2 separate regions of the Triticum aestivum genome follow, and region 2 is linked to region 1. A link is a contact called in public Hi-C data. All regions are on one chromosome and are shown on one strand. The core of a region is the stretch at or near the end of the contact, and the rest is flanking DNA. Distances in the headings are between cores, read along the strand shown. Region 1 holds the start of LOC123044195 (vacuolar protein sorting-associated protein 27). Region 2 holds the start of LOC123044197.

Evidence for each region. A called contact is a pair of places that touch in the nucleus more often than the background predicts.
Region 2: a contact with region 1 is called in a Hi-C map of leaf, with 4 times the contacts expected there. The contact joins the promoter of LOC123044197 here to the promoter of LOC123044195 in region 1. A contact is called at or near these places in 3 of 5 Hi-C or Micro-C datasets (all in leaf).

The regions. Positions count from the first base shown.
Region 1 is chr2B:176,732,757-176,736,782 of IWGSC CS RefSeq v2.1, reverse strand. LOC123044195 (vacuolar protein sorting-associated protein 27) reads left to right here and starts at 2,131. Exons shown (of 11, transcript XM_044466865.1): 1 at 2,131-2,445; 2 at 2,534-2,590; 3 at 2,681-2,751; 4 at 2,863-3,067; 5 at 3,135-3,259; 6 at 3,607-3,682; 7 at 3,812-3,871; 8 at 3,949-3,999. The coding sequence starts at 2,368. It overlaps LOC123044194 (folate synthesis bifunctional protein, mitochondrial), which reads left to right. Exons shown (of 18, transcript XM_044466864.1): 18 at 1,374-1,628.
Region 2 is chr2B:176,944,004-176,948,029 of IWGSC CS RefSeq v2.1, reverse strand. LOC123044197 reads left to right here and starts at 2,315. Exons shown (of 7, transcript XM_044466868.1): 1 at 2,315-2,471; 2 at 3,817-3,885; 3 at 4,000-4,026. The coding sequence starts at 3,837. LOC123044196 (probable trehalose-phosphate phosphatase C) reads left to right here. Exons shown (of 11, transcript XM_044466867.1): 9 at 1,212-1,361; 10 at 1,455-1,544; 11 at 1,638-1,842. The coding sequence ends at 1,694. It overlaps LOC123044199 (a long non-coding RNA gene), which reads right to left and starts at 2,187. Exons shown (of 5, transcript XR_006419874.1): 1 at 1,986-2,187; 2 at 1,846-1,875.

The DNA of each region.
Region 1 (4,026 bases), core at 882-3,381:
TTGATTTCCATCTTTCATGCAGTTTTCTGGGTTTTATCAAACTTTTTGTGACTCCTTATATGTGTTTTGATCTTGTTGTATCCGATGAAGAAACTTATGCATTGCAAGTGCCGTATGACATTACTAGGCCCCAAAGCTTGGTCTATGATCTAACCAGTTTTCTGAGGGTTTTATTGTCTAGATGCGAGGCCTCTATAATGCACTTTGTTTGGAATTCTCCAGTTGAGAGCATCATTGTTGCTACAGAGTGCGTTGGCATCTCTAACTTTTGGAGGTTTTTGATGAACTTATCGTTGCGACTCATTATTTGTGTTTTGATCTTGTTGTACCCAATGATGAAACTTATGCATTGCAAGTGCCGTATGACATTACTAGGCTTCAAGGCTTGGTCTATGATCTAACCAGTTTTCTGAGGGTTTATTGTGTGATTGTGAGACCTTTGTAGTGTACTTTGCTTGGAATTGTCTACTTGAGAAAATCATTTGTTGTTACAGAGCTGATTTCCATTTCTAATGCAGATTTGGATTTTAAATCCGAACCAATTCCTAGCATGTTTTTGAAAGAATACAGCGGAGGCTTCTAAAAATTGTTCTGGTTGGTTTATGATCCAATGAGGAAACTTATGCATTGCAAGTGCCGTATGACATTACTAGGCCTCAAGGCTTGGTCTATGATCTAACCAACTTTCTGAGGATTTTATTTTCTAGATGCAAGACCTTTTTACTGCTTTCCGCATGGAATTTTCTACTTGAAAGCATCATCTGTTTCTACACAATTGTTTTCCACCTTGACATTTTTAGTTTTAAATCTTAGCTGCTTCCTAATAATTAAAAAGTTTACTTGTGATTCGCTTCTTGTGCATTTTTGTTCCTCCTGTGTCCACTGATGAAACCTTAAGAACTGCGTGCTGGATCATTATACTGCCATAGAACATGGCTTGTCCATGATATCACTGCAGGTTTGGCAAGGGCTTGCCCCTTTTATACTATTGGGCACTTGTTAGCATATTTTGTACAGATTTGTTGTGTAAATTGAAGCCATTCCAGCTTGCCGTCAATCCCGTTCTCCTCAATGAGGAAATTCATGCATCGCAAGTGCCGTATGACATGCCCTCAAGGCTTGGTATTTGATTTAACCTGATTTCTGAGGGCTTTATTATTGTTTAAATGCATGACCTTTTTAATGTGTGGTTTGGAAATGTCTACGATCGTCATTTGCTCCTACAGAATTGACTTCCACCTTTTGTACAGATTTCGCTTTTAAATATTCTTAGGTGGCTTCTTGTGCATTTCTGTTCCTGCTATGCTCACCATTGAAACCTTATGAACTGCAAGTGCCTGATGGTTACAGTCATGTCAATTGTATCCATGCAGGATTTTAAAACCGACCGGCTTGTAAGGATTTTCATGCGTGGCTCATGTGCCATTTTTATCCCTGGCCACTCCTGAAACCGCAAGTAACTGCAAGTGGGGGATGATCATTGCTAAAGGAAACCCTATCAGTGATTCAAGTCGGATTTTCGAGGCCTTGTCTTCTCTAGATGTATTGTACTTCCCTGTCAAATGATTATATATATATATATGCCTTGAGGACTCTTATTCTTGACAACCTGTTCTGTGCCATGTGTATTTTTCCTTGGAGTTGTTCATAAGGTGAAATGACACAATGTGCTCGATTTGCTAACAGGCTTTGTTTTCCTTCCCTGAAGTACAACCATCATCTAAATAGTTGAGCGTGAAAAGGTCAGAAGGAAATCTGAAAATCATCAACCAAAGTTCTCATGGTTCCTACTCTTTTCGACTTTGGAAGCTGCTAATAATCAACGACTCTTGAAGCTCTCACACTTGGTTCGACTGATTGGTTTGTTCCTAAGGGAGCTACTGGAATTCGAGAAAGCTTCTAAGCAAAAAGGACAGTCGTGATATCTTCTGCCATTGACAACTACCCTTGTAAAAACACTATCTGTACAAGAACCTAAAAATCATGTGGAATGTTGTCAAATGTTAAATATCAGTTGATGTTCTGATGTTTCAAGGGCTCGTCTACTGAAATTATGTGCTTTACTATTGCTCCGTCGGTTGACTAATGACTAGTTGCTCTGGAGCAAGAGTCAGAGGAGAACACGAGAGGTGCGATCTTGACCGTACACATACCATCGATCGACGGCCCGAAACCGCCCGGTGACACTCCGCGTTCCCCTTCCGCTCTCGCGCATCTGGGATCGAGAAAACAATAATCCTCTCGTCGTCGGCGACTCCCAAATTACCACCTCGCCCCCAATCGTCTTCGGCTCAGATCGGCGTCGCGAGGCGTACCAGTCCCAGATCGTCGGAGCACCGGGTTCGCGGCGAGCCGACGGCAAAGATTATGGAGACGCCGCCGCCGTTCCAGGAATCCGCCCACTGCGACGTCTGCCGCTGCACCTTCTCCACTTTCCGCCGCCGCGTACGCGTCCTCCCCCTCCCTCCCTCTCATCCGTGTAGAGATTCTCTTCGTTTGGCTGCTGATACTGACTGATTTGACGCCCTCACAGCACCACTGCCGCAGCTGCGGGAGGACGCTCTGCCACGAGCACTCTTCGTACCACATGGTAGGGAACCTCAAAACTGAGCAAGTTGTGTGTAGGGAGTTGGGGTTGCGAAGCTTGCTCAATTAAACTCTTTGCTCTAATTGGTTCCAGGCCCTGCCGCAGTACGGGATTTACACGGACGCCAGGGTCTGCTATGAGTGCTTCAACAAATCATCATCCAGGTAGCTTAGCTCACTCGGTTGCTAGAATCTGATGAATCTGATGGCGTAAACACATATGTTTGGTCTGGATATAAGCTGAATTTTCGGCTATCTTCCCGTGTGATGTTGCAGACGCGGGGGTGTTGATAATGCGAGTTCTGCCGGGAGCGTTTCTGGTGCTGCAGACTCCTTTTCAGGGCTAAATTTGGATAAAGATGATGATTCGTTGCCCACGAAAAGTTCGGCGGTTCAGAGTCCAGCTGCCATTATCGAGTGCAAATGCGGGATGCCATTGTGCATATGCGAGGCACCAAAACCAGAACCTGCGCCTGTAAAGGTTGACTACAATCCGATCCTTTTAATCGATTATTGTAGGTGTATATTAACATAATCATCTTATGCAGCAGAATATCAGTGCCGCTTCGTCAGCTGCGCAATCAAACCCAAAGCCTAAAAAACCTTCTAGCAACCAGCAGTCAGCTGAATTAAGCTTGAAGAAGGCTTCAGCTACTTCCAGCAGCAACTCAAGGTTCGGTAGACTTGCCACATTCAGGCATTTGTTAAGAGGAATTGTAATTTTTTGTCGTATACTCCCTCCGTTCCAATATAGATGACCCAACTTTGTACCTAAAGTTATTACAAAGTTGAGTCATCTATTTTGGAACGGAGGGAGTATGTCTCTAGTAATCTTCGTAGTATAATTTCGCACTATTTGATCGACTTTGTTTGGCAAGATCCATTGCATATTTTGGTCATTATCTTAATGCCAGGACCTATACACTCTTTGTAATAGGAAGATTACATATGTGCATAGGCATAAACATTTGGCCTGTAGCTTACCTTCTCATCTCTGTGTCCTGATTCTTGTTATTCCAGCTCATTCTTAAATCTTGGCCTGATGAGCAACGATAGCAATGATAAGACTCCGTCTGACTATGAAGTTACTGGAGAGGTAAGCTTAGAGACAGCTCAATGGTGCTCCTTTTCTATTTCTCCATTCAACCCATCAGGTACATGCGATATCTTTGGCCTGGGAATCTAGGAGTTTTCTGTTAAAAATCTAGTCTTCATTCCTTTTTAGGGACTGAGAGAAGCGATTAAGGGTGGGGATATTAAAGCTGTGAAGAAACTTCTTAGCCAGGTACTGTTTCTATCTTTTCTCTCGTTTTATTTTTTATCTACTCTACTTGATTTTTACAATAACATTACATTGTGCAGGGAGTAGATTCTAACTACTGCGACAAGCAAGGATTTACTTTGCTACATTTGGTATGTGGTTTTTTACGAACTCCCTCA
Region 2 (4,026 bases), core at 1,066-3,565, 210 kb before region 1:
CAAACTTGGATTTTTATTCTGCCACAAATGGCTTTTGTAGATGTGCTGAAGATTTCCCAGAATGATGAGAGAAATAACTCCAACTGGTTGAATGTTTTCCAGATTTCTTTGCAAACTTGAATTTTTAAACAAACTTGGCCGGATCTTACAAAACCGCCTAAACTTTAAAACAGATGGGGAAAATGGGCTCTAAATTTCCCAAAATTATGAGAGAAAATAACTCCAACCACTGGAATTTTTCCGGACTTTTTAGGACTTCAAAATTTTGAACCAAATTGGGTGAATCTTACAAAAAATTGTCCAACAATTAGAACAGCTAGGAAACATGGGTGAAACTTACGGATTTTTTCCTGATTTATTTGAAAACTTTGACATTTTGAAACAAATTTGGTTGAATCTTGCAACTATTTTCCAAACTCTAAAACAGCTTGCCAAAGGGCTAAAATGTTTCCAGATTCATTATTGAATATGTATTGAATTAAATGAAATTTTCCAGACCATTTTGAATAATTATTTTTTGAATGAAATTTGGTTGAATCTCAAACTGTCCCAGCCTTTAAAACGGCTAAGCAAAACGGGCTGCAAATTTGCCACATTTATCATTGGAGATGCATAGAATTACTGGATTTTTTTAAGGATTTTGCATAACCAAAATTGGCCAATCTTATGAAAATTTTACAGATTTAAAAACGACTAGGCAAAATAGGCCGAAACATTCCCGAATTTATCACTAAAGATGTATTGGGTTACTGGAATTTTTTCCGATTATTTTGAAAACTTTGAATGTTTGAAACAAGTTTGGCCGAGTCTTACCAAAAACTGTATAAACTTTAACCAGTTGGGCAAAATGGGCGAAAATTTTCCCAGGTTGATTATACAAGATGGACTGAATTACTGGCTTTTAAAGGTATTTTTTATTTTTTTAAAAAAAATCAGTCAAATTGGCTTAATCTTAGAAGTACTATACAGATTTTTTTATAAAATATTTCATTTTTTTGTGACCCCCGGGACCCACTCGTCATGTTTATCATTAAGTGGCCAATTAGAGCAGTTGTGTGCTTTTCTGTTACTATACTTAGTCGTAGACTGGTGGGTATTAGTTAAAATCCCCTATACTTGTAGTTTTGTATTACCTTAGCCCTAAATGTTGTGTATTTATTCAGTTTCTTTGAATATTTAATCGGGTTTGAATGTTATAACATTTTCTATAGGTTCGAGAGGTTCGTCCAGGGCCGAAATTCGACAAGGGAGACGCCGTCAAGTACCTCCTCCAGCAGCTCACCAACAAACATAGCTGGGACAGCTCTCGGATCTTACCAATCTATATTGGTGATGATAAGACTGATGAAGACGCTTTTAAGGTAAAAAACTTCAGAACATCATCTGAACAGTGAAACCTAATGGATTTAAAGCTTCATTTAGATGGGGAAAAAAATCTACTTTGTTGCATTCAGGTGCTTTCTGAGGAAGGTGGATTTGGAATCCGCGTCTGCAAGTGGCGCAAGAGGACTGCAGCTGAGTACTCTCTAAAGAACCCCAGTGAGGTAATGAATCTAGGCTCACGAGTATGCATGTAGGAGTAATCTTTTTGGCTGTATCCAACAAATTGAATGCTAAATAATTTTAATTGTTCTCAGGTGAAAGAGTTCCTGGAGAAGCTGGTGCGCTGGAGGAGAGAACAGGACCAAGTTTGAATTCCTTGGAAGTTGCAACAGCCCATTTGGAGCGGTGAACGCCCAATTTTAGCGAAAGCGAACATAGGATGAAAGAAATAAAACCAAAACATTGCTGAAGCTGGTGATGGAGAAGTTGACTATATATTTTTTCTGTAGTAAGTACACATACCTGGTGATGGAGTGACTATTTTTTCAAATCCTGCAACCAAATTGGAATGGGGCGTTACAAAGCGCCGTGGCCAGCAGCACCGTTGGCAGGGGGGCATTCGGAGTACTGGATTGCTTCATGCGAAGAGAGCAGGGGCGCACCTGACCGCCTTTTTTTTGGAGTAGGATGTCGCACAAGGGTGGTCAGAGGAGACCCGATGTAGGAAAGCGGGAGAGGACTTCGCCGGAGGGATCGACGGAGTTTTTAGGGGAAGGTAGAGAAACGCCGGATGGGGAGGGGGCGCCGCCGCTGCTCTCTTTGTTCAGTGCTCGAGTACGAGTCAACGAGGCGAACCGGTGAAAAAAACGTAGGAATGGCCGAGAGCTAATGGGCCGTCCAGAGGAAACGATCAGCGTTGCGGGCCGATTTCCAACCTAGGGGCTGTTGGGTTCGATCCGTTTGGAAGTAATTTTCCTAGAGTATCTTCTATTATTTTCCTCTCCTCCCTCTCTCTCCGTGCCAAGCGGTCAGCGGCGTCCCTCTTCCTCCCGAGCGACACGGCGACACGCTCTGCCCGGTCCGCCGCAAGTTGGACTCCTCCGCCGCCGCAACGCCCACCTCTCTCCGACGCACCGCATCAGATTGAGGTAGGCCTCGCCTTCCTCGGTTTCTCCGTCGGCCGTCGCCCTCCCTTCGCGGGTGGATGCGCGCGCCTCCACTGCCCCTGCCCAACCTAGGGTTAAGACTTAAGAGTAGCCTGTTATTGCGTATTGACTCTGTTATTTCGTCCCCTCATTATCTCATGTATTATCTACCGACCCAGTTTGCCTGAGCAGCTAGGGTTGAGTATCCATTGGCTCCTCCAGCTCTCGCATTACAATTGGTTATTAAATTGGAGTGCCCTGCTTGGCATCATTGGGAGTTGGCAGGGTGGCACCCAGCAAGTAGAAGCAAGTTATTTGAAACAAAAAAGGTCTGAAGAAAATGATTGTGCTACATTGGTGGCAGTAGTATCACATGCTTAGTTAACAGATTGACGACCTAGAGCTAGGGAAGAGCAAGCCTCAGATCTGATTGAGCTGCTAGTTATTTCTCCTTTTTTGTCTCTGATTGATGGCCGAGAGGGCAGAGCATCGTATTTCTTTAGGATAGGGGACTACTCAAATTGTTGGCCCATTTACTTACTTATCGGATGAATTTTGACTTCGGCGTAGCCCCCAAACCCCAAGCCTCACATCAAGTCTGCCTCTGGGTGACTGCTTCAAATTTGGGGATTCCTTCACCAACCTTGATGCTGATTTTGCTGCATCACTAATTATGTCCTGTTTGCACCTTGCATTGCATCTGTCTTATCAGCCACACCTGAAACTGCATCTTGATCACATGCCCCAGGCTCGCCCACAGCTGCAACAAACATCCTCAAACACTTGCATACATCATCTCCTGCCAAATTATTCTGCTTTTTATGAGCTAAAATCACTGTACCAGGAGTGTATTGGATCCATCTCCTATGCTCATTTGAATGTCCTTTACTGTAAGAGCTCAGAGAATGAGCATAGGAGATGGATCCAATACTGGATACTGGGTCCATCATAAATAGTTGTTAGAATTATCTGTCACATGTCCAGATTGCAAATGTTGTACAGTATAGCACATTCAGTTGCCATGTATTGAGATGTCAAGTTGTCTTATAGAAAAAGTACTTTCTGACAACAAAGTCACAGGATTGCTAAAGTTAGAAACTGCCAGCCATGACAAGTTAACACCATTTGTGTTTGGACGGTAGTTTGAGACAGTAAGAGCTCAACTACCAATTCATTGCTTGAGTGAAATTGCCAATTGGTTGACTCAGTTGAGTCATACCATTTCTCTTTGAAAGGTTCTTTATTGTTTTTCCTATACCAATTATTGTTTTTTCAAAAAACTCTGTTCAAACTTTTACCCTTCTCGGTTCGAAAAATTGTACCTAATGTTGGATCTGAATATAAATAGGGCTACCTGAGCTCTCAGACATGTCTGGACGTGAGGTTCGTGAGTACACTAACCTCAGCGACCCTAAAGGTTAGTGATTTCATCATTCTCCAGTCCCAGTGTGGACAAGTGGTTCTTCTCCTTTTTGGTTTATTGGACATTTTCCTAAATCAAATCATCACCTTTGTGCTTATGCATATGCAGATAGAAAGTATGGGAAGGGAAAGGACA